Linked DNA regions of Rattus norvegicus: regions 1, 2 and 4 are each linked to region 3. The links are chromatin contacts, called in public Hi-C maps. All regions are on one chromosome and are shown on one strand. Each heading gives the region's core, a stretch centred on a gene start, on an enhancer-like site or on the middle of the called end of the contact. The rest is flanking DNA. Distances are from core to core; before and after follow the strand shown. Region 1 holds the start of Jun (Jun proto-oncogene, AP-1 transcription factor subunit). Region 2 has its middle 100 kb from the start of Jun. Region 3 holds the start of Fggy (FGGY carbohydrate kinase domain containing). Region 4 overlaps Fggy (FGGY carbohydrate kinase domain containing).

Region 1 (5,414 bases), core at 1,933-4,432, 500 kb after region 3:
CAGAGCAGGGCTGGAGAGATGGCTCAGCAGTTAGGAGCACTGGCTGCTCTTCCAGAGGTCCTGAGTTCAATTCCTAGCAACCACATGATGGCTCACAACCACCTCTAATGAGATCCAATGCCCTCTTCTGGTGTGTCTGAAGACAGCTACAGTGTATTTACATACAAGAAAGAAAGAGAGAAAGGAAGGAAGAAAGAAAGAAAGAAAGAAAGAAAGAAAGAAAGAAAGAAAGAAAGAAAGGAAGGAAGGAAGGAAGGAAGGAAGAGGGCAAACAGTGGGGATGGGACCAGAAAGAGCAGTTGCTATGGCTACTGGTACTTGGTATACCTGGCATCATACAAGAAACTATACTGTGTGGGGATTACAATCAACCTGCATTACAAAAGACCATCATCAAGACTTAAACAATAGTCCCCTTACACTTATTAAAGCCCAAACAGGGCTTTTGTGAAGTCCTTGGAAGACTGAGGGCAAACCCGGAGGGGCACTGAAAGCAACCACAAGTAATTGGAGGAATCAAAAAACAATCATTGATTGACTTCAGCCTCTGATGCTCGGTTCTTTAGGGTAGCATGGCCCAACCCTTACCAACCGAGCTTTCAGCAAGATATGGCTAAAAAGAGCAGAAGCTGGACTGTGAAAAAACCCTTCTCCCAGGCAAAGAGGAAGTTGATGATGGCTTCCAAGCAGCACAGCATTAACAAGAGCAGGGATCTGTTTTGCCTTGATGAAACTGCTATTTCTTAACCTAAGTGGAAAATCAGCCTCTTAAAACCACAGGAGGCAGAAGATGCACAGAACCCCCTTGGGCAAAAGATACATAATTACACAAGGTCCTAGGTCTGGGAGTTTCTAAATACAGGAACAAGGGAACAACTTCTATGCCATCAGTACCACTCTCCAAACAAATAACTATGACTTTAAGGGAAAGTTTGCCAGAGCCAGAAAATACAAAGGAATGTAACACAGACCTGAGCTCACTTTCCAGCTGTCTGTATACCCCAAGCAAGACGCATGAACTTTCTGGGACCATTTCCTTCCACGAAAAGTCTAGGTAAAAATGTATGCCTCCCAAGATAGCTGTGGGAAGAAAACAGCATACTTAAAACTGCTTGGACTAACTAGCAGATTAGTGTTTAATAGACAAAACTTACTTTTATTACTGTTATCATAAATCATGTAGAATATGAGCTCCTTGGCAAAAAAGGATGAGGGCCGCGCACAGAGTAACTCGGTCTCCCTTAGGGGGAAGTAAATGTATCTCGACTTCACAGAAACCCTGCTCTACCCTGCCCCCACCAAGGTCAGCGCTTGGCTGGCAGCAGCCAGTTACCCTCTGCAGCCGGGAGTGAAAAAGAGCTGGCAGGTTTCCCACCGATACCAGCTGCTATTGGGTTCTGAATACTCAAAAGGCAAAATATCTTAAGGCACAAGGGTACAAACCCTGAGCTGAGTTCTGAGGCAGCAAAGTCCAAATTAGAACCTAGGAACTTAAAGTCCAACTTTAAACCTCAAGTCCTAGGCTGAAGGGCGGCTTAGGGAACAGCTGGTTCCCGGTCCTTTCCTACCTCGCTTAGGAAAATACACTGGCTCCTGCCAAATCACAACCCAGTATCCTCCAAATCGTCCCACCCTCACCCCACCCCACCGAAGGCCTGGGGTAACTCCGAAGCTGGTAGGGAAAGGGGCACCAATTGACCACCTTCTAGTCTCAGAGTCAAGACTAATGCCTAGCAGCCCGATGTAGTGGATGGACCTCATCCACTCTACTTCTAGATGAGACCAATAAAGTTCAGAAAGTTCTGAGATTTGCACTTTTGCCCTGGGAGAACCAAGCTCGCCACCTCTTTAGTCAGTCTTAAGGGGTAGAGGGTGGAGGGCGGATAGCAGAACCTTAGAAAAGAAACAACTTACATGTGTCTAGCGCTTCCTAGAGGCCGCACAGGATATGAATCCACCATCGAGCGGGGAGGGGATTTTTCAGTCTTTCTACCAGGGACTCCTGCTTAAGCACCGTGACTCGGGGCGAGTCCGCAGCTCTCAAGGCTTGTTTTCCCAGAAGCAAATCAGGGAGGGAGGAAGGGCGGGCGCGAACTGAGTGTGCGCGGGGCTGTGTGTATGTGCTAGTGCAGGCGAGCGCTGGGGTTTCCTGAGTTTCGAACCTTTATATGTTGCTTTCCATACCCCAAGGAGCCGGGGTGGCATCTTTCACACCTAGAAGGGGGTCCCTCCGAGGTAAAGCGAACCCCTCCCGGCACGTCCCCAGAAAATGAAGTGTTGTGCCGGGGACCCTGGTGAATTCATTCCGAGCACAGCAAATCTCTGGTTTCCAGCACAGCACACTGCGGCGCAGATCCTTCTCCGAAACTAAACTTCCATGCGCACTCGGCGTGGGAGGGCCACTCTCAAACCCGCTCAACTTCAACCCACTTGCCGCTCCCGCACCCGGGGCGAACACAACCATATTAACCCGCGTCGCTCTGTCTCCCGGAAGTGCGGGGGTGCGGAGCCAGCTTCAATCGCCCAGATCATTCAGCCCTTTCACGGGTGTGTTCGTGTGTTCGTGTGTGTGTGTGTGTGTGTGTGTGTGTGTGTGTGTGTGTGTGTGTGTGTGTGTGTAACCTCTACTCCCACCCAAGCCCTCCGCCCCAGGCCACCAGCGCGTCTCCCCAGCTTTCTGGATCCCCGCGTCTCGGTCTGGGTCCCCAGCCCTGAACTTGAGCCCGCCTCCGACAGACTCCGCAAGGGTCCAGCGGACCCGGCAGCCTCCGTCACTAGACAGCCAAACCAAGACGTCAGCCCACAATGCACCGGGCGGGCCGGGAAAGACGCGCCGGGGAGGGAACCCGGGAACACAAGCCGGAGCAACGCGCGGGAGGGGGAGGGAGGTGGAGAAAGAAGGGCCCAACTGTAGGAGCGCAGCGGAGCATTACCTCATCCCGTGAGCCTTCGCGGGCCCAGAGAAGAATCTTCTAGGGTGAGGTCTCCATGGCGACGGGTGGGCCCGCCCCCTTGAGAGCGACGCAAGCCAATGGGAAGGCCTTGGGGTGACATCATGGGCTATTTTTAGGGATTGACTGGTAGCAGATAAGTGTTGAGCTCAGGCTGGATAAGGACTCAGAGTTGCACTGAGTGTGGCAGAGACTGCCTAGCTGGAGAGCGCTCAGGCAGACAGACAGACGGACGGACTCGGCTAACCTGGTCGTCCGCGGACTCCGGGCTGTTCATCTGTTTGTCTTCATTTTCTGACCAACTGCCTGGATCCAGCGCCCGCAGCTCCTGCACCGGTGTTTTGGGGAGCACTTGGAGAGTCCCTTCTCCCGCTTTTCCCGGAGAAGAAGCTCACAAGTCCCGGCACTGCTGACAGCATCGAGAACGGCTCCGGACCGCGCGAGGAAATAGGCGAGCGGCTACCGGCCAGCAACTTTCCTGACCCAGAGGACCGGGAACAAGTGGCCCGGAGCGAACTTTTGCAAAACCTCTTCTGCGCCTAAGGCTGCCACCGAGACCGTAAAGAAAAGGGAGAAGAGGAACCTATACTCATACCAGCTCGCACAGGCGGCTGAAGTTGGGCGAGTGCTAGCCGCGGCTGCCTAGCGTCCCCCTCCCCCTCACAGCGGAGGAGGGGACAGTTGTCGGAGGCCGGGCGGCAGAGCCCGATCGCGGGCTTCCACCAAGAATTCCGTGACGACTGGTCTGCGCCGCCGGAGAACCTCTGTCGCTGGGGCTGGTCCGCGGGCTCCGAGGAACCGCTGCTTCCCGAGAGCGCTCCGTGAGTGACCGCGACTTTTCAAAGCTCCGGATCGCGCGGGAGCCAACCAACGTGAGTGCAAGCGGTGTCTTAACCCTGCGCTCCCTGGAGCGAACTGGGGAGGAGGGCGCAGGGGGGAGCACTGCGGTCTGGAGCGCACGCTCCTAAACAAACTTTGTTACTGAAGCGGGGACGCGCGGGTATCCCCCGCTTCCCGGCGCGCTGTTGCGGCCCCGAAACTTCTGCGCACAGCCCAGGCTAACCCCGCGTGAAGTGACCGACTGTTCTATGACTGCAAAGATGGAAACGACCTTCTACGACGATGCCCTCAACGCCTCGTTCCTCCAGTCCGAGAGTGGCGCCTACGGCTACAGTAACCCTAAGATTCTGAAGCAGAGCATGACCTTGAACCTGGCCGACCCGGTGGGCAATCTGAAGCCGCACCTCCGAGCCAAGAACTCGGACCTTCTCACGTCGCCCGACGTCGGGCTGCTCAAGCTGGCGTCGCCGGAGCTGGAGCGCCTGATCATCCAGTCCAGCAATGGGCACATCACCACTACACCGACCCCCACTCAGTTCTTGTGCCCCAAGAACGTGACCGACGAGCAGGAGGGCTTCGCCGAAGGCTTCGTGCGCGCCCTAGCTGAACTGCATAGCCAGAATACGCTGCCCAGTGTCACCTCCGCGGCACAACCTGTCAGTGGGGCGGGCATGGTCGCTCCCGCTGTGGCCTCAGTAGCTGGCGCTGGCGGCGGCGGCGGCTACAGCGCCAGCCTGCACAGTGAGCCTCCGGTCTACGCCAACCTCAGCAACTTCAACCCGGGTGCGCTGAGCAGCGGCGGTGGGGCGCCCTCCTATGGCGCGACCGGGCTGGCCTTTCCATCGCAGCCCCAGCAGCAGCAGCAGCCGCCTCAGCCGCCGCACCACTTGCCCCAACAGATCCCGGTGCAGCACCCGCGGCTGCAGGCGCTGAAGGAAGAGCCGCAGACGGTGCCGGAGATGCCGGGAGAGACGCCGCCCTTGTCCCCCATCGACATGGAGTCTCAGGAGCGGATCAAGGCGGAGAGGAAGCGCATGAGGAACCGCATCGCTGCCTCCAAGTGCCGGAAAAGGAAGCTGGAGCGGATCGCCCGGCTAGAGGAAAAAGTGAAAACCTTGAAAGCGCAAAACTCCGAGCTGGCGTCCACGGCCAACATGCTCAGGGAACAGGTGGCACAGCTTAAACAGAAAGTCATGAACCACGTTAACAGTGGGTGCCAACTCATGCTAACGCAGCAGTTGCAAACGTTTTGAGGACAGACTGTCAGGGCTGAGGGGCAGTGGAAGAAAAAAATAACAGAGATAAACTTGAGAACTTGACTGGTTGCGACAGAGAAAAAAAAGTGTCCGAGTACTGAAGCCAAGGGTACACAAGATGGACTGGGTTGCGACCTGACGGCGCCCCCAGTGTGCTGGAGTGGGAAGGACGTGGCGCGCCTGGCTTTGGCGAGGAGCCAGAGAGCAGCGGCCTGTTGGCCGCCACGCTTTGCGAACGGGCTGTGCCCGCGCGACCAGAACGATGGACTTTTCGTTAACATTGACCAAGAACTGCATGGACCTAACATTCGATCTCATTCAGTATTAAGGGGGGTGGGTGGGGGCTTACAAACTGCAATAGAGACTG
Region 2 (4,827 bases), core at 43-2,542, 400 kb after region 3:
AGGCAGGAGGATCATGAGTTCAGGTCTGGGAGTTGGAGGGATGACTCAGCAGATTCGAGTTCTTGCTGATCTCCCAGAGGACTTGTGTTCTCCTCCCAGCAACTAGCACAAGGCTACACATAACAGCCTTTAATTCCAGTTCATATCTTTAGAACTCCTTAGGCACCCACACACATGTAGACCATGCTTGCTCATTTATGCGCGTGTGTGTGTGACACACACACACAGAGAGAGAGAGAGAGAGAGAGAGAGAGAGAGAGAGAGAGAGAGAGACTGTTTTTTTTTAGGAGTTCAAGCTACTTGGGGAGTTAGAAACTAGTCTAGGCTATACAAGACCAAGCCTCAAAGAGAGAGAAATGAGATGTTGACCCAAGGTATGAGGTGAGCCAGTTACTTCTGGAAGCTGCAGGGTCCTCACCGGTACAGAGTGCATAATGCCTGCTTTACAAGTTTCTCTAAATACTAAATGAGATGCAGGAATATGTCCTGACTCGGTGCTATTCGTTATTCACCTCATAAAACTACTTCCCTCAATAAAAGTTTTTAAATGAGCATATTTTTACTTATGCTCCCAGGAGCACTAAGAATCTATCTCATGATTAGTCATACGCCATAACAATATAATTAATAATAATGTTAATTGCTGCTGATTGAAGGCACTAAGTGCTTAATATGTATAATCTATTATCTAATCTAACCCTCAGCACGTATCTAAAAGATAGGTATCATTACTCCCATTTTATGGGTGAGGATAATGAGACCGGGAAGTTAGGAAATGTGCGCAGGTCACCCGCTGGGATAGGTCTGGCCTTTCAGAAAAAAAAAAAAAAAAAAAATTGTGCATCCACCAAAAGGCCAAAGTGGGAAATGCCCTGCCTTTGGAGTTCATGTTGGTTTTGGCTTTCTCTCTCATTTCTTTTTCAGAAAGAAAGCAAACATTTTAAGTGTCCACCGAGGAAGAAGCAACCTTACAGATGAAGAAGAGGGGGTCCGAGCGCAGATGCCCCCAGCCCTTTCCTCCCCGCCACCCCCTACCCCCACCCCAGGACTACTGCTGTTCTGCGGAGGAGCCAGGTCCCTGCGCTGCCCCTTCCCACCGTGGGTGGCTCCCAGCGGCAGGGAATCACATTATCTGTTGGGAAGGCGTCCAGCACCCTCCTCCTGCCAGCCAGTGTTTGCTCAAGGCCTAGCTCTTCAGAAACTGAAACCGGCAGCCGGGGCTGCCAGCCTGAGGACGCCCGCGGGCGCTGCCCAGGCTTTACCTTCTATGGGGAGGCCCGCGGCGGGCGGAGCGAGCCGGCGCCGCTGACGTGGCCGCCCTGCCCTCGCCCAGGGCGCCCGCCTCCTCAGCGCCGGGTGTGGGAGCGCGGGGCCCGGAGAGCGCAGTGCGCGGGCGTGGGAGCGCAGGAGCGGCCGGCGTCTGGTGCGGGAGGCTGGGGTGCGGAAGCGCGGGCGGGGCTGGCGGTGGCGGCCGTGAGGGCTAGCAGTGGAGGGCAGGCGAGTAGGACGTGGGTCTTAGCGCTGGAAGAGCAGGAAGAAACTAATGTCTGGTCTTTATATTTGGTGACGTGGATCGAGCCTAGGACCCGAGAAGAGCTCAGAACATGGTGACAGTGTTACTGTCCTTGCCCATCCGATAGGGGAACAGTGTGCCCTGTGAGTTTATGAATTTTCTTCCTTCAGAATGTTTAGGTACAGACTGAAGGAGATCAGGAGATGTGAGAGGGTAAAGGCTGAGAATGGATAGGGACACAAATTTGCTGTCTCCCAACTGATGAGATGACCTCAGAAAGCAGTAGCTGGATTACAATCCAGAAGGCAAATTTAGGAAAGTACTTTGTAAACCACCGATTTAAGACAAAGGTCCCTTTCACCTTCAGAGTTCCTTCAGCCATGTCCTCTTACTTCACGATTCGAGCTACTTACCAAAGTAAATAAACCCACAATTCGCTTCCTAAATAATTAATCAAAACCCAGAAGTCACTCAACACGTTTTCAGTAAATATTCACTGGGAATGTCTAAGTACCAGTTGTGGCCTGGTGCTGTGCTGGATGCTCCGGGGTGGGGGTGGGGGTGGGGGTGGGGGTGGGGGTGGGGGTGGGGGTTGGGAGGATGGACAAAAGCTATGTATGTCCTCATGGAGTACCCAGACTGTTGGACACAGAAAGCGAACAACTTAGATATTGACATCCAACTAACAAAAGATACGATGTTTCTACAGTGGACAGATGTTTTCAGTCTAAAGTATATAAAGGTGGCCTGCCTTTCTCCACTGTGGCCTCTTAAGGAGAGAGAGAAAATCTTGGCTCTATATATGAGTGCACACACACACACACACACACACACACCACAGTATTAATTCTTTGATGGATCCAGCAAGTCCAAGTTCCTGCCGCATCATGAAAGCCTACAGAGAGACCCTGTGGCTTGACTCCTGTTTATGTGTCCCTCCTCATAAGAAACTCCTAACAGATGTCTTCAATTCAGTCCTTGGTGAGTGGCTAAGAGGATGGGCTTTGAAGCCAGGTGACAAGAGTTGACTTCAAGGCCTTTCTCAGCAGTCCTCTAACCATGGGCCAAGTACTTGACCTCTGTGTCCCTACATTCCTGTTCCGTAAAGTGTTCCGGGTAATGCCTAGTTCACAGAATTCTAGGCATTAGAGACAGTGCTTAAAGCAGGTGGCAGGCATTCGGTGTGTGCAGCAATGCTGTGGTGCTCTCTGCCTAGAGAAACCCTTCTCCCCCTTTCTCTGCTTGGATAGCATGTATTTATAGTCCAATGTCACCTCCTCTCTGGAACCTTCCTTGCTTTATTGGCAAGGTAATTGGATGCTTTGTCTTCTATGTTCCCAACTCTTTCATGGTACCTTAGAGGACTCTTCATGCTGCAATAAGGTTTTTTTTTAATGTTGTTTAAGTGTTTTCCTTCTTTATTTGACTACAAGTTCTTAAAGAATAGGGACTGTATACAGTTTACTTCATCTCTAAGAAACCAGGCAGTCCCCAGAACAGAGTGAGCACTTGACACCATCTTGAGTTAATGGGTGGACGGGTGAATGGATGGGTGGATTGATGATGATGGATGGGTGATAGGAGAAGAAATCCTCCCAGGATTGTACAATTTGAGGCCAGAGTCTGTGTTTAGTTTATGTGTCATTTGTCACATTTTTTAGTCTCTGGTTTGCCATCTGAATCTTGGAATAAAAGCACTATATATTTGGGGGTCAGAAGTCTAGGGGAAATATATACATGACAGCATACAGGCCAACACTCTCCAGAGTCGTACTTGGGCTCTAGTCCCAGCTCTACCCCCTGTTAACAGGATGATCTCTGGCCAGTTCCTCACCTTGCTAAAATGGAGAAGGCAGAACACACAAATGGGCTGTTCCAAAAAATCAAGAGATATTCTTTGTAAAAGCCTGGGGCACAGGGTATATATTGAGAAATAAAAATTACCTCCCTTCCACACCTACCCCCTTGTCTGTTCTCCAGACACACAAGCCTGGACGCCCAGTACCCAGGACAGCTGTTCAAATGCCATATCTTGCTCCAAGTGACTAATGCCACTTAAGCCACGGTTGGAAAACTGACTCCAGAACCAAGTTTAAACTTGAGTGCTGAGTTAGAAGCAGGGAATGTGGCTGACTGGCTGATTTAATTAATAAGGACACTTTTGAAAGAGAGCACTTTTAAAACCAACAAACATTCCAAGGAAATTGAAAGCAAGAGCTAATCCACGATTTCATGTGTGGGTTTCTCGTGTGACCGAGAGAGTCCTTACGTAAAAGAATGAATAATAAGTCATCCACAGCCACGTGAGTCTTTCTTAAACTCTAAGAGCAGTGGTTAGAGTCAGCTTTGGAATCAATTAGCCAGTTAATTGAGGCACAGTGTTGTAACAAGCCTTAACTGTCCTTCTGCTCTATTGTAATATATTCTAATAAACTATTCAAAATTCCCCAAGCTATGCTTATCAATTACTAAGCCAACAGCTATGGTAGAGAAAGGGCTAGAAGATAGCTCTCTACTGGACCTTGAATATTATTATCATATCACACATGAAACCCCCAATCATGCCCCACCTTCTTTGCTCTGATTTTGAACAGGCTGACATGGGGGCACTCAGGGCCTTGTGGACTGGGCTTGTCCATTGCCAGGGAACACGGGCAGCAGAACTCAAAGGGGAAACCTGAGAGTGCAGAAGCTTGGGCAGGACCCGAGAGACACTCTCCAAGAGGGTAGGAATCTTATTAGCAAAACCAAGGGCCCTGCCAAGGAGGGCATGTGTCTGAATACCCAAAGAAAATAGGATACAACTCACTTTAATGTCAGACCTCCCAATCTTGTGGGAGTGCTCGAATTTCTGCCTTTTTCTTCTTTAACTCCCCAGCCTGTTTCTTGACCAATGTCTGTTTCTGTAGCTCCCTCCTGAAAATTAGCTTAGAAGCCGCTGTCAGGGAGAGCCCGTTCCCCTCCTTTCCCCTGTAATGTTAATAGTACATAGTGTTCCACTGGGAGCTCGCTTCACGTTATTTAATGATTGCTTGCCAGCGTCCTTCATCTCCTTCAGCTTCCTCTTTTTCTACGTGTCCATGGAGAAGTAATTGGTCCATACTAAACCACAAGTGCTTGGAGAGTTGTATGTTAGATACAGACCGGTAAAAGCTTCCCCATCGTCCAGACAGCCAACATTCTCATAACCTCTAAGAAAAATTTTCAGGCCTGTGTACATTTTTCTCCCATCTCCCTTCAGCAAATAAGCATTTGCTTACTTTTTTCATTTTTCTGTAGATCAGCTTCCATTTTCTATAAGTGGAAATATGCCA
Region 3 (5,368 bases), core at 18-2,517:
CAGAGCCCACCAAAATTCATCACAGCCTGAGTGAGAGCCTGGACTCCTTCCCAAAAACACAGTGTTCCACCTTCTGGGTTTTTTCCCTTCTCCAATCTGCAAACTTTGACTTCCTAATCCTATGCCGCTCCCCCCTCAAAAATAATCATCCACAGGCCCTCCTCACCCTTATTTTCCACCCCCCAACCCTGTGATAGTCAGTAGCGGTCCTTTGGGGCGCTCACTAGTACAGCCAGGGTAGAAGCTTTTAAGTCAAGATCAAGCATGACAGCTGCATTAACAGGACACTGCAGAAGACAGAACAGCAGCAGCCACAGCTAGCAACAGGAAAGGGAACATCAGGACTCACATAGCTCACAGTGAAGACCAGAAACCCCTTAAAAAGAACAGGAAAATGAAACGAGACAAACCTACAAATCCACAAAGGCAGTAATTGTTCCTTACTCTTCTGCTCCCTAAAAGCACAATCCAATGGGACCTTTAGAATTGACACTTCCCATTTGATCTACGGATCAAACTTGGCCATAGCTTGCCCTTTAATTAGGGGAAGAAGTTGGAGCTAACAAATAAGCAATGCCCCAGTGAAATGCTCCAGTGACAGAGGAGTTCCCCTACAGTGAGTGTCTCCATCCTGAAACGGACAGGACCAGGACGTTCAAGAAAACGGAAAGATTCCCCTATATCCCTGCTAGTCTACAGCCCTGTAACAAGACAGATGGCATTATCCCTTTTAAACTGACGTCGCATCAAACACAATCTCCACCAGCTCAGCTTCTAAAACCTTAAACAGCTCCAGTCCTGAAATGCCTTTACACTGACAAACTTTAATTCAAAGACTTAAAATGTTTAGAGAATTGCCCCCAAATTTGGTGGGGCGGGAGGGGGCGGGGTTGCAAAATTCTTTCTGGGAGAAAGATAAACACTTTATTTAATTAACTGTAAACTACTCAGGGAGATAGGGCCTTAGGCCCCAGACATCTGTGGGGCAGTGGTTGGGATGCAGTAAAGGCCTCTCCCTTGGGCAAGACACCTCACCCAGAATACACTGGAAACTGAAAGGCGAGCAGATGGCCTGGCTGGAGCGAGACCCAAAGGTGAAGGAGGGAAACATCTAGCAGGCTAGAGAAGCTTTTTGTTAGGAGCCGGCTGAGAGCCTGCGTGCCTGCAAGAGCCCCTGGGAGGGTCACTTACTTGTCCAATATGAAATCACATTCTAGCTAGCAGGCCAGCAGGCCACCAAGCACAGCCGCACCGCACCCAGCAGGGCGGTCCAAACAAGCTGTGACTCCGCCTGCCTCTGTGCAGCCACTCCAGCAACCCTTGTAAGGCGTATCCTGATTGGTCCTTTGAAACGGGCACCAGGAATGGTCAGTACTTGTGAGCCCTTCCCCTTCCCGCTACACTGCAAGTCCTGGCTTTGCGTTTCAAACTCCTTAGATCGCTGCCTGGACTTTAAAGCCTCTAAGGCAACAGAGACTGCTCAATCTAAGCAATCCCCTCTGAGCGCCTTCTCTCCTAGCCCATCCTGCAGTATCTAATGGACTGTTAAATCCCTCGGCTGAGCACCAGGGTTGCTTGTGGGCTTACAATTCCTCGAACCCTTTATACCCAGTGCTTTTCAGGAATTCTCTCACTTCATCGTGTGCTCTAGTCTTTGAGGTAAAGATTACAGTAAATCTCAAAGAAAAATGGGCCCCTGCCTTTGAGAAGTTGACGGACGAGTTGATACTGACCTTTCCAGTAAGCTACATGTTTTCCATCCTTATCGCTAGACACTGAGAGCCCAAAACCGGTTTGGGTTTTTACTGGAGACTATCCCAAGTTGTGAAGGCCAAACCTTCTGAATAATAACAGGGACTTCCTGAAACAGACCTAATGTATTTATTATGTTAAGACTGGTATCCACATGACTTGAGAGTAAGCAAGTGATCTATCTCTCTTGGTCATCCAGGTGAGAACTCTGTCTTGGTGAGGCTGAGGCCACAGGATTAGTCCTGCACCCTGCTGCAGGTCTTGCTTTAGATTTAATTTCCTCTACACAAGCAGTCTCAACCTGCTTTGGTGTCCATATCTCAGATATTTACATTATGATTCATAAGGATAGCAAAAGTAGATATGTGAAGAAGTAGCAAAAAAAAAATAATTTTATAGTTGAGTCATTACAACAAGAGGTCACTACAAAAAGGGTCTCAGCTTTAGGACAGTTGAGAGCCACTGATCTACACTACGACTGCGTTTCTTGGATGCTTAATACACAGAATACATCGTCCCAGCTCTTTCTTAATATATCCCAGCAATGGAACATTCCTGCTGCTTTGTGGACTGTGGTCGGGTGTGAAAGCATAAAAGGTCTCCTCTTTGCTGAACATAGATTAGTGTGCTGGCCTGAGTGGATAGCTGTCTCTAGTCTTTGGTATATTTGCTATGTTTTTTTTTTTTTATTTGTTTCCTCTTGAATAGCATACTATCAGTAGCAAAAGTCGCCTTGTGCCTGGGCCCCCAGCAGCCATTCTAAACTATAAAACCACACAGAGGAAAGAAACATGGTGAAAAGCTTGGGTTCATAATGCAGTGTAGACCAGACCAGGGGGAGTCCAAAAGACCCTGCAGCTCACCTACCACTAGAAATCGGGTGACTAACCTCTGTTGTTGTAAAAATATAAAAATAAAAAAGAGTAGAGTTGTCTTTTACCCCGCTTAGGTCCGCACCGCGGTGTCCCAAGATATCTGCTAGATATCTTGGCGGAAACACAGCCCAGCCGCACACTTTCCTACACTCAACCCCTCACATAAAAGAACACACAACACAATAATCTTTGACCCAATTGGTAAGATATAATTGTCCACTTAAACATATTAAGCCCAGTGCCATCCATCCCTTGAGAACATTAATAACAACCTGTAAATACACAAAGCAGAATCTTAACATCACCTGTCATCGCTTCTCCCCTCTCTCCGTCTCATCTCTCCTCCTTTCTCTCCTAGTCTCTTCCTCTTCCTTCAAACTTCTCTCCCGCCCATCCTTCCTTCTCCTCCAATGATAGGCCTCCTTCTATCCTGTACCTGTCCCTCACCTGTACTTTACAAATTCAATGGGGAGGTGGTTCTGGTGAAGTCACCTGAGTTCTGAGCACATGACTAGGCAGCTGTCCTTGGGGCAGTGGAATTAGCATCAAAATACAGATAACTTCAGGGCAAACCACAAGAGACCTCTACTACGCAACCCTCTGAAACCACATCACATAAATGTTTTGCAAAAGGTTGTATACTTAATACACACAATACATTGCCCCAACTCTTCCTTCATATGGCCCAGAAATGGAATGTGCTTATTGCCTCATGGAATATGGAAAACACCCATTTCACGCTACAACTTATGGGAAGAAATAACAAATCCTGAGTACTTCATAAAATACTGACTATGACACGAGGTGGCTGAAAAACAGAAGAGAAAATGACACCACGTGGAAGGCAGCAAGTGCACGGTTGACCTTTCTTCATTCACAGTCTGATCTCTGAAAATCTAACTCACTCCAAGAAACCAACATCAATCTCATTGGAACACAATGTTCCCAGTGGCATATTACCTCCCACAAGTCCTCGCAGCTTACAGGTTCTGCCACTTGTAAACATCGCTGCACTAGGGATCAAGCTTCCTGCATGTGAATCCTTTAAAGACTGGCTTGAAGCATAACTAGACCACAGCTGTGGAGTTTACAGATATACACACATGCCGCTCACTCTTATATTACACATACGTAGTCACATAACTACAAATTAAGTCATGATACAGAAGGATAAACATAGACACACACATACATAGGCACACTGATAGAAATCACACAACCATATGTGTAGCCAAACACGCTTTGTACAACCATATTTGTATAGTCTTATATTGCCACTTCAGACTCACATATCAGACACATAGAAATCCATATAATTATTCAGAGGCACACAAGCACATAAAGTTAGAGATACAAAAAAGCATGTGTACACAAGTAAACAGATTTATGCATAGACATAGGCATGAATACATAACATCATTAACATAAACAATTCCCATCCGTTCTACATGACAGACTCTGTTAACAAATGTTCTACAGGGAAAAGAAGAATGAGTTCCCTTTTTGCAAATGTTCATTGTTTTCATTCAGTAGTCCTCGAGAGTTTGATGACAATATATAGAAGTAAAATGAAATGTGCTCTTCATCATTTTACTTCTATATATTGAGAGCACACTCAGAAATGATAGTGGCATCTGAGTGTTAAGGTCTGTCATTATAAAAAATTAATGACTTTTAACCCTATTACATAACATATGAACCAGAATTCCTCTTGGATCATATATTCTGAAATATTTATTACTCCCATCTCCTTGAATAGTTTGAATGCCTCTGGAGTGGTAAGTAATATAAAGACTTAGGATGGTTCATTATTAAAGATTATACATAATTCTTTTCCTTGCCTGAAAAACTGTAATTCAAGTTTGTTGAAACAAATAGCCACTTTATTGGTTCACATAATTGGGTGATTTAAGAAGAAAGTGAAACTCAGAAGAGTCATCCAGGAATACCAATTATGTCTTAAATGACCATTTATTCTCCAGGTTTCATCTCCTAATTTCTATGATTGCTCCACACTCCAGTGGGATCACGCCACACAGCAGAAAATGTGGCAAGCAAGTGTTTTAACGTCACCATCCATCATGAATCTTGGTGGGAGAAAGATGGTAGTATCTTCACAGTCACAGTTCTTGTAAAGATACCAGATTCGCGTCCAGCCCTAGGATAGGCTGGGAAGATGTATCTCAGACTGGTGAAAGAGACGGGATGGGGAGGATGAATAGATATTATAAGGCCATGAATGGATCTCAAAAAAATTGTACTGAGGAAAAGTAGAACAGAGAAGACCACGCGAGCTTTGTGAGAGCATTTATAGGAAATGATGAACTCACATTCTGGGACAGCATTTTGTGCTGTTATGAACATCAAGACAAACTATAGTGAAGGAAAGTAAAGGACCTAGAGTGGCTTGAGGAGGGAAATTGACTGAGCCAAACTGTACATGGACATGAGGAAACTGTCCCAGTCAGCGTGAATGTTGAAAGCTTTGGTAGATGTTCACGTTTCATAAACACATCTATTTGGAATTACATGTTTCGTGTTGTGTCGGTTTTGCACCAAATGTATAAAACATTAGGTAGCACAGCTGAAAGTAAGGGGTCATGGGAATGATGGAAGGATTAGCAATCGAAAGGGTCTGGTAGTTGGTGGATTTGGATGATGGGCACACAGAGGCTCATTAAATTCCTTGTTTACTTCGAATATTTAAGTTTTTTTTCCTAAGAACACATGTTGTAAAGCAC
Region 4 (4,827 bases), core at 1,836-4,335, 320 kb before region 3:
TTTTCTCAGAACAGAAGGTTGTCTGGCCAGCTTCGGTTCAAGAATCATCTACGACACTAGCTATTTCATCATATGAAGTATGTTCCTGGGTCATGTTTGTTTCATTTGAAATAAGGAGGCCTACCGGGCAAGGTTAGCTTATGAAATTTATTTAATCAGCGTGAGAACACTGGCCTAAACTTTAGAATGCAATGTATACACAAGGAACAGGAGTAGCCGTTGTAAGGATGAACATAATAGCAATGACTACTACATTCAAAGATGAAATGAGACGGGTTCAGAGTTAGGAGTCCATGTCATGTATTGTCATCCAGCTATCAATCATCCTAATTAGTTCTTCCACTAAATCTGTTCTTTTCCTTTTTAACTCTTGACCCAAGCTATAATATACATTTACATTTATTGTTCCACCCTCTTGCCCACTCAATTGTAGATGTGATGAGGATTTTACTTGTCCAAATACTTAGGACTGTTTGCTTAATGAATGAAAAAGATTTCCCAAGCAGCATTTCTGTGTCTGGCTGTGTTAGACACTAGAGATAGGGAAATGACTTAAGCAAAATTCCTACCCTTGGGGCCTTTACATAAAGGGTCTTTATCAAGGACAAAAATGAAGAAAATGGGACATCTACCACCAACTCTATCGGTCTAATGGCACAGAAGGACTTAAACCTTAAGTGGTGTCCCAGCGCAGGGCTGGGTACTGATAGCTCAGAGTGCTAAGAAGGAATTAAACTGACACTGTTAAGGCCACAAACAGAGTTGAAACAGCCTCCTTCAGCAAAAGGTGAGGGTTAAGGCAGGGAGGACCAGTTCCCTGTCTTCCCAGAAGAGGATGTCTGCTGGTGAAACCAGAGGTCAGAGTCCCAGATAGAAAGCCAAACTCGAAAAGCATCCTGGGCAGAATTCTACCTGCAAGGGCTGACAGAGAGTCTGTAGCAAGTCACCAGACACTGTCAGAATAGACAAAAGCACCTCCCCACCAGACAGACAGTGTACCAGATGTGAAGATACAGAGCACATGGTTATAGCTGTCCAGCCAGGCTACATTGGCATTATTTTATCAAGCATTTTTAGGTATCTAAAAATTCACTCATTATTCCCTGTTAAATCATGTGACTCAGCCCTCGTGTTCAGCAGGGACTTTCCAGGGTGTTCTACTCTGAGGAAGGATAACAGGAGTGATGGGTAAGTGGGAGACACATGCACATTCTCTTACATGTTGGCTTTGCAGAGGTCCCACTGCTTAGCATGTATGAAAATCTGATCCTGACAGTGTAAATACGAAGAGACGAAGACACAAAGAGGAGGACCTCTTGGTCCAGGTCACAACCAGAGTCACTCAGTGATGGCATACACTACAGAGCAGAGACTCATAAGGAGAGTGGGGAGCTGGTGTTGGTGTGGACTGGAGAGAAGGCCGAATCCATCCACAGTAGCACTGTTTTCTATATGGTTGGCGCTCTATAATGAGTGCTTCCCTTCTTAGCCAGCTCAGGCTATGCCTATGGAGTTTTACCTGTTGGCTCATCACACACTTATCCAGCTCTTAAGACTGGATAGGACTGATTAAAGTTGGAACTTTATTTTGGAAGCTCAGTTCAGTGAGGTTAGCACATGCTCAGTGTACCAAGAGAAAACTTACAGAAGTGGGTTTCAGCACTTCGTGGTGAGCCAAGCCTAGTGCGGGCATCAGCATTCTTATCTGAGCTTCACCTCTACTGCCGGTAACTCAGAGAAACAACTGTGTTTGCAGGTCACCATTTTTGGCAAAGTGCCATCAACACTGAGCCTTCAGGGGATGGCTCTGCAGATTAAGTCAGTCAGTAACGAAGACCATAATTATCACCTGTACATACGGAATACATCTACTCTGCTATCCGTTTTAGGATGCCCTGGAAAACAGAGTCCCATCTCCCCATCCTACTAGAGCGGGTTAGAATCAAAAGTGTCTGTTGTTTCTGAGGAGGGAAGCCAAGCCTAAACGTCCAGTTCAGGACTGCTCGCACATGTCTCCTCTTGCAGTTATCTCACTGGCTCGTCAAGGTCCCACTCCAGCAAATGGCAGCAGGCGGAAGTGGCCTGGCCACAGTGGAAAGAACTGCAGCTCCTCAGCTCTGTTCTAAACCCAGGCTCCTCTAGACCAAGGTGCTAGGCGGCTACAAGGAAGCAGAGAGGGCATGAGGTGGGCTCAGCACTGAGCTAAGGTAGGCTGTGCACTTCTCTCCTTCAGTGGCACCGCAGAAGATTCCTTCTCCAGACCGAAATGTTAGCGTGTGCTGTTGTGCACCACAGTACCTTGTCCACAGATATGCTGTAGAGAAACAAACTGCTAGCAGTTTTCCCGGAACTCTGAGATAAGGCACTCCCTTTCTGCTGCAGGAGCTCTCACAGGCTTAACAGATTTTGTTGTTGCTTTCATTCATAGGCTGGGTTAGTTTACGCCTCACCTTGTTAGTGTAGGGGAGGGGAATAATCAGTTCACCACTCTTTGTTTGCTTACTTAAACAGGAGGCTGTTCTACCAGCCCTAAGGCCAGTCAGGCTGTGCTCCTTACAGACCCAGTGTTCTCTCCAGTACTGCAGACTTGGAATCCTTCCCCAGACTAAACTCATCTGACAGTGTATTCCGTCACTCTCACTGGCACCTCTACAAATCATACTACTCTGCCGCTTGGTCTGAAATGAACATTTCTGTCTACCCTCCACGGCCACTCACTGTGGAAGCCATGCATTGAGCTCCTACTTGTGTCCACGACTGGCGGGCCTGCCAATCATGCAACAGTACACTGTGGTTTCTGGTTATTGCTTTTAGATCTCCCCTCACTGTCAGATCCTTGGTGGTAGGAACACGGTTGTGATTTCTTTCTTTTCCTTTTAACCTAACTTCTACTTGGCATGCTCGAATGCTCGGATTTCTTCAGTAGAAATTCCATTTCTTCATGGGATTAGGGATAGAAACATTCCAACTTGTGTACAAAGTGTGAACTTGAGTAAGTAATTTGCTTTTCTCTCATCAGCCAGGCCAGGGGCAATGTAATTCGGAGTGAGCAGAGCAGTGCTGGGTAAGTGCGGCTGAGTGAAGACTGCCCAGGACCAGGCTACAGGAGTAACTTGGTGACGCAGCATTTCCCTGGCACAAGGCTCTAGGTTTGATCCCAGGCATCACAAACAGAACCTATCATACATACATGTAAAGTGCTAACCCTGACTGTATAGTCAGCTAATCCTTATCAACTATAGGCTACATCAATTTGTCCTCTACATTAAGGGATGACTCATGCCAGTGACTGGGCCAAAGATTTTGAACGTTTCGTCTCAATTAATTTCTTCGACAACCACATGAGGTATATACTCCAGGATCTGAGTTTTCAAAGAGAGGAAACGGGTTTAGAGAGGCGAAGGGGTTTGTCCAATACATAGTGATGAAATCTGAACTTGGGACTTGAGTTTAGCTTTGTGTGGTATCAGAATCTGTGCTCTTATTTACGATGCTATTTCTTATGTGAATTATACTGTGTAAAGTAAAAAGGAGGAGGTACCAGACGAGGAAAATAAAAAGTTCCTCATAATTCCCGGGAAGATACTTGATAAGCTGTAATTCCGGGCTGGCAACCACTAATACTCTGAGCACTAAATGTATTCTTTAAAATTACAGATTGGAAACACTTAGCACATATAACATATCATCTCCAAATAAAAGTGTTTCATGGAACAGTAGCAGCTGTCCAGCTAGGGGGAAAAAACATATCGCTTACTGCAGTTTATAAAACTTCACAGCAATCTGACATGAAGGTTGTGTGTTTTCAATTGAAGGATGCCAAGTTCAGCGGCCTTCCTGTGGGCTTGTTTACTGATACTTGATACACTTCAGCATCTGCTCCCCTTCTTGATTGATGTGGGACTTCACGTTAGCACTCCGCTCACGCCAGACGGGTAAAGAGATTTAGTACTTAGCCTACCCTTCTCAGCCAGTAACGCTGCTCTGCTAGAAAGGAAGCGACCAGCCAAAGTTGCACACGATTCATCCACCAAACTGGAGGCCCCATGACGGCCCTGGGAAATCCACAGTCTTGAACCCAAGTTTCCATTATCAGCCAGGAGAGATAAAATAAATTCTGGTTTTATAAAACGCCCAAGAAGAAACTGATTTCTGAGTTAGTGTGCAAAGAAATGTTCATTTTAAAAAATTGGTACCAGGGAAGATGTCATCTCCTACAAGTGGTGGCATGTGCCCTGGATGCCATGAGCAGACACCACATGACCTGAAATGCTTCCCAGTTCTGCCTTCACTATGTGACGTTCCATCAAACCAATCCCCTTAGTCTAGTCAGAGACAAACTGCCAGATCCCATACATGTTCCTCGAGCCTCCCACCAGGCAATGGCTGCAGCTGTAATGTCTCTCAGGAATACTTCTCTAGTACTTTTCTCCAGTCAGGCTCTCCCCATGTTTACACAGCCTGCCTGGTAGCCGAAGGCTTTGAATATAAAGATGTAAGGACTTTATTTTATTGAGTACCTTCTTTGTAGACAGTTTCTGACTGGGACTTTTATTCCAGTGGCATATTCAGTCACTTACTATAATCACCCTTAAATGCCAAATGGATCTGAGTGACCTACAAATAAACAACTTGTTTGTTCTCTGAGCAAAACCACTAAGATCAGGGTAAGCGGCTACCTCGCTACCACATCGGAGGTAGTGACGCATGATTAGCCATGCTGCCTGTTCACCTGCCCCCGCCTGTTAAAGGGTCACTGTTACCACAGCTAAAGGCTCAGCCCTGCCATTCTTTCCAATAGTAAGAGGAAATAGTGTCTTCCTTACT

Evidence for each region. Hi-C and Micro-C count contacts between places; a contact is called where the count stands out from the background.
Region 1: a contact with region 3 is called in a Hi-C map of Schwann cells, with 4 times the contacts expected there. The contact joins the promoter of Jun here to the promoter of Fggy in region 3. A contact is called at or near these places in 7 of 12 Hi-C or Micro-C datasets (the A7r5 cell line, Schwann cells, frontal cortex and 4 more) and 1 of 1 datasets of contacts at active chromatin or transcription factors (oligodendrocytes).
Region 2: a Hi-C map of the A7r5 cell line shows a contact between it and region 3, with 1.6 times the contacts expected there. The contact joins the enhancer-like site here to the promoter of Fggy in region 3. A contact is called at or near these places in 3 of 12 Hi-C or Micro-C datasets (the A7r5 cell line, the Rat2 cell line and Schwann cells).
Region 4: a Hi-C map of frontal cortex shows a contact between it and region 3, with 2.4 times the contacts expected there. The contact joins the enhancer-like site here to the promoter of Fggy in region 3. A contact is called at or near these places in 4 of 12 Hi-C or Micro-C datasets (the A7r5 cell line, frontal cortex, mammary epithelial cells and 1 more).

Annotation. Positions count from the first base shown.
Region 1 is chr5:115,010,761-115,016,174 of GRCr8, reverse strand. Jun (Jun proto-oncogene, AP-1 transcription factor subunit) reads left to right here and starts at 3,182. Exons shown (of 1, transcript NM_021835.3): 1 at 3,182-5,414. The coding sequence starts at 4,040. The coding sequence ends at 5,044. LOC100911221 (a long non-coding RNA gene) reads right to left here and starts at 2,920. Exons shown (of 10, transcript XR_010051917.1): 1 at 1,915-2,920; 2 at 1-1,080.
Region 2 is chr5:115,112,481-115,117,307 of GRCr8, reverse strand. No RefSeq gene overlaps it. Among named protein-coding and RNA genes, the nearest start is that of Jun, 100 kb to the right of the region's middle. Within about 2 kb of position 1,292, at least 88 of the 93 cell types and tissues checked have an H3K27ac peak or open chromatin away from gene starts, as enhancers often do. A contact at or near this core is called in the A7r5 cell line and Schwann cells, where this site is marked.
Region 3 is chr5:115,510,476-115,515,843 of GRCr8, reverse strand. It overlaps Fggy (FGGY carbohydrate kinase domain containing), which reads right to left and starts at 1,267. Exons shown (of 16, transcript NM_001013932.2): 1 at 1,192-1,267.
Region 4 is chr5:115,837,334-115,842,160 of GRCr8, reverse strand. All of the region lies in intron 14 of Fggy (FGGY carbohydrate kinase domain containing), which reads right to left. Among named protein-coding and RNA genes, the nearest start is that of Hook1, 100 kb to the left of the region's middle. Within about 2 kb of position 3,085, at least 8 of the 93 cell types and tissues checked have an H3K27ac peak or open chromatin away from gene starts, as enhancers often do.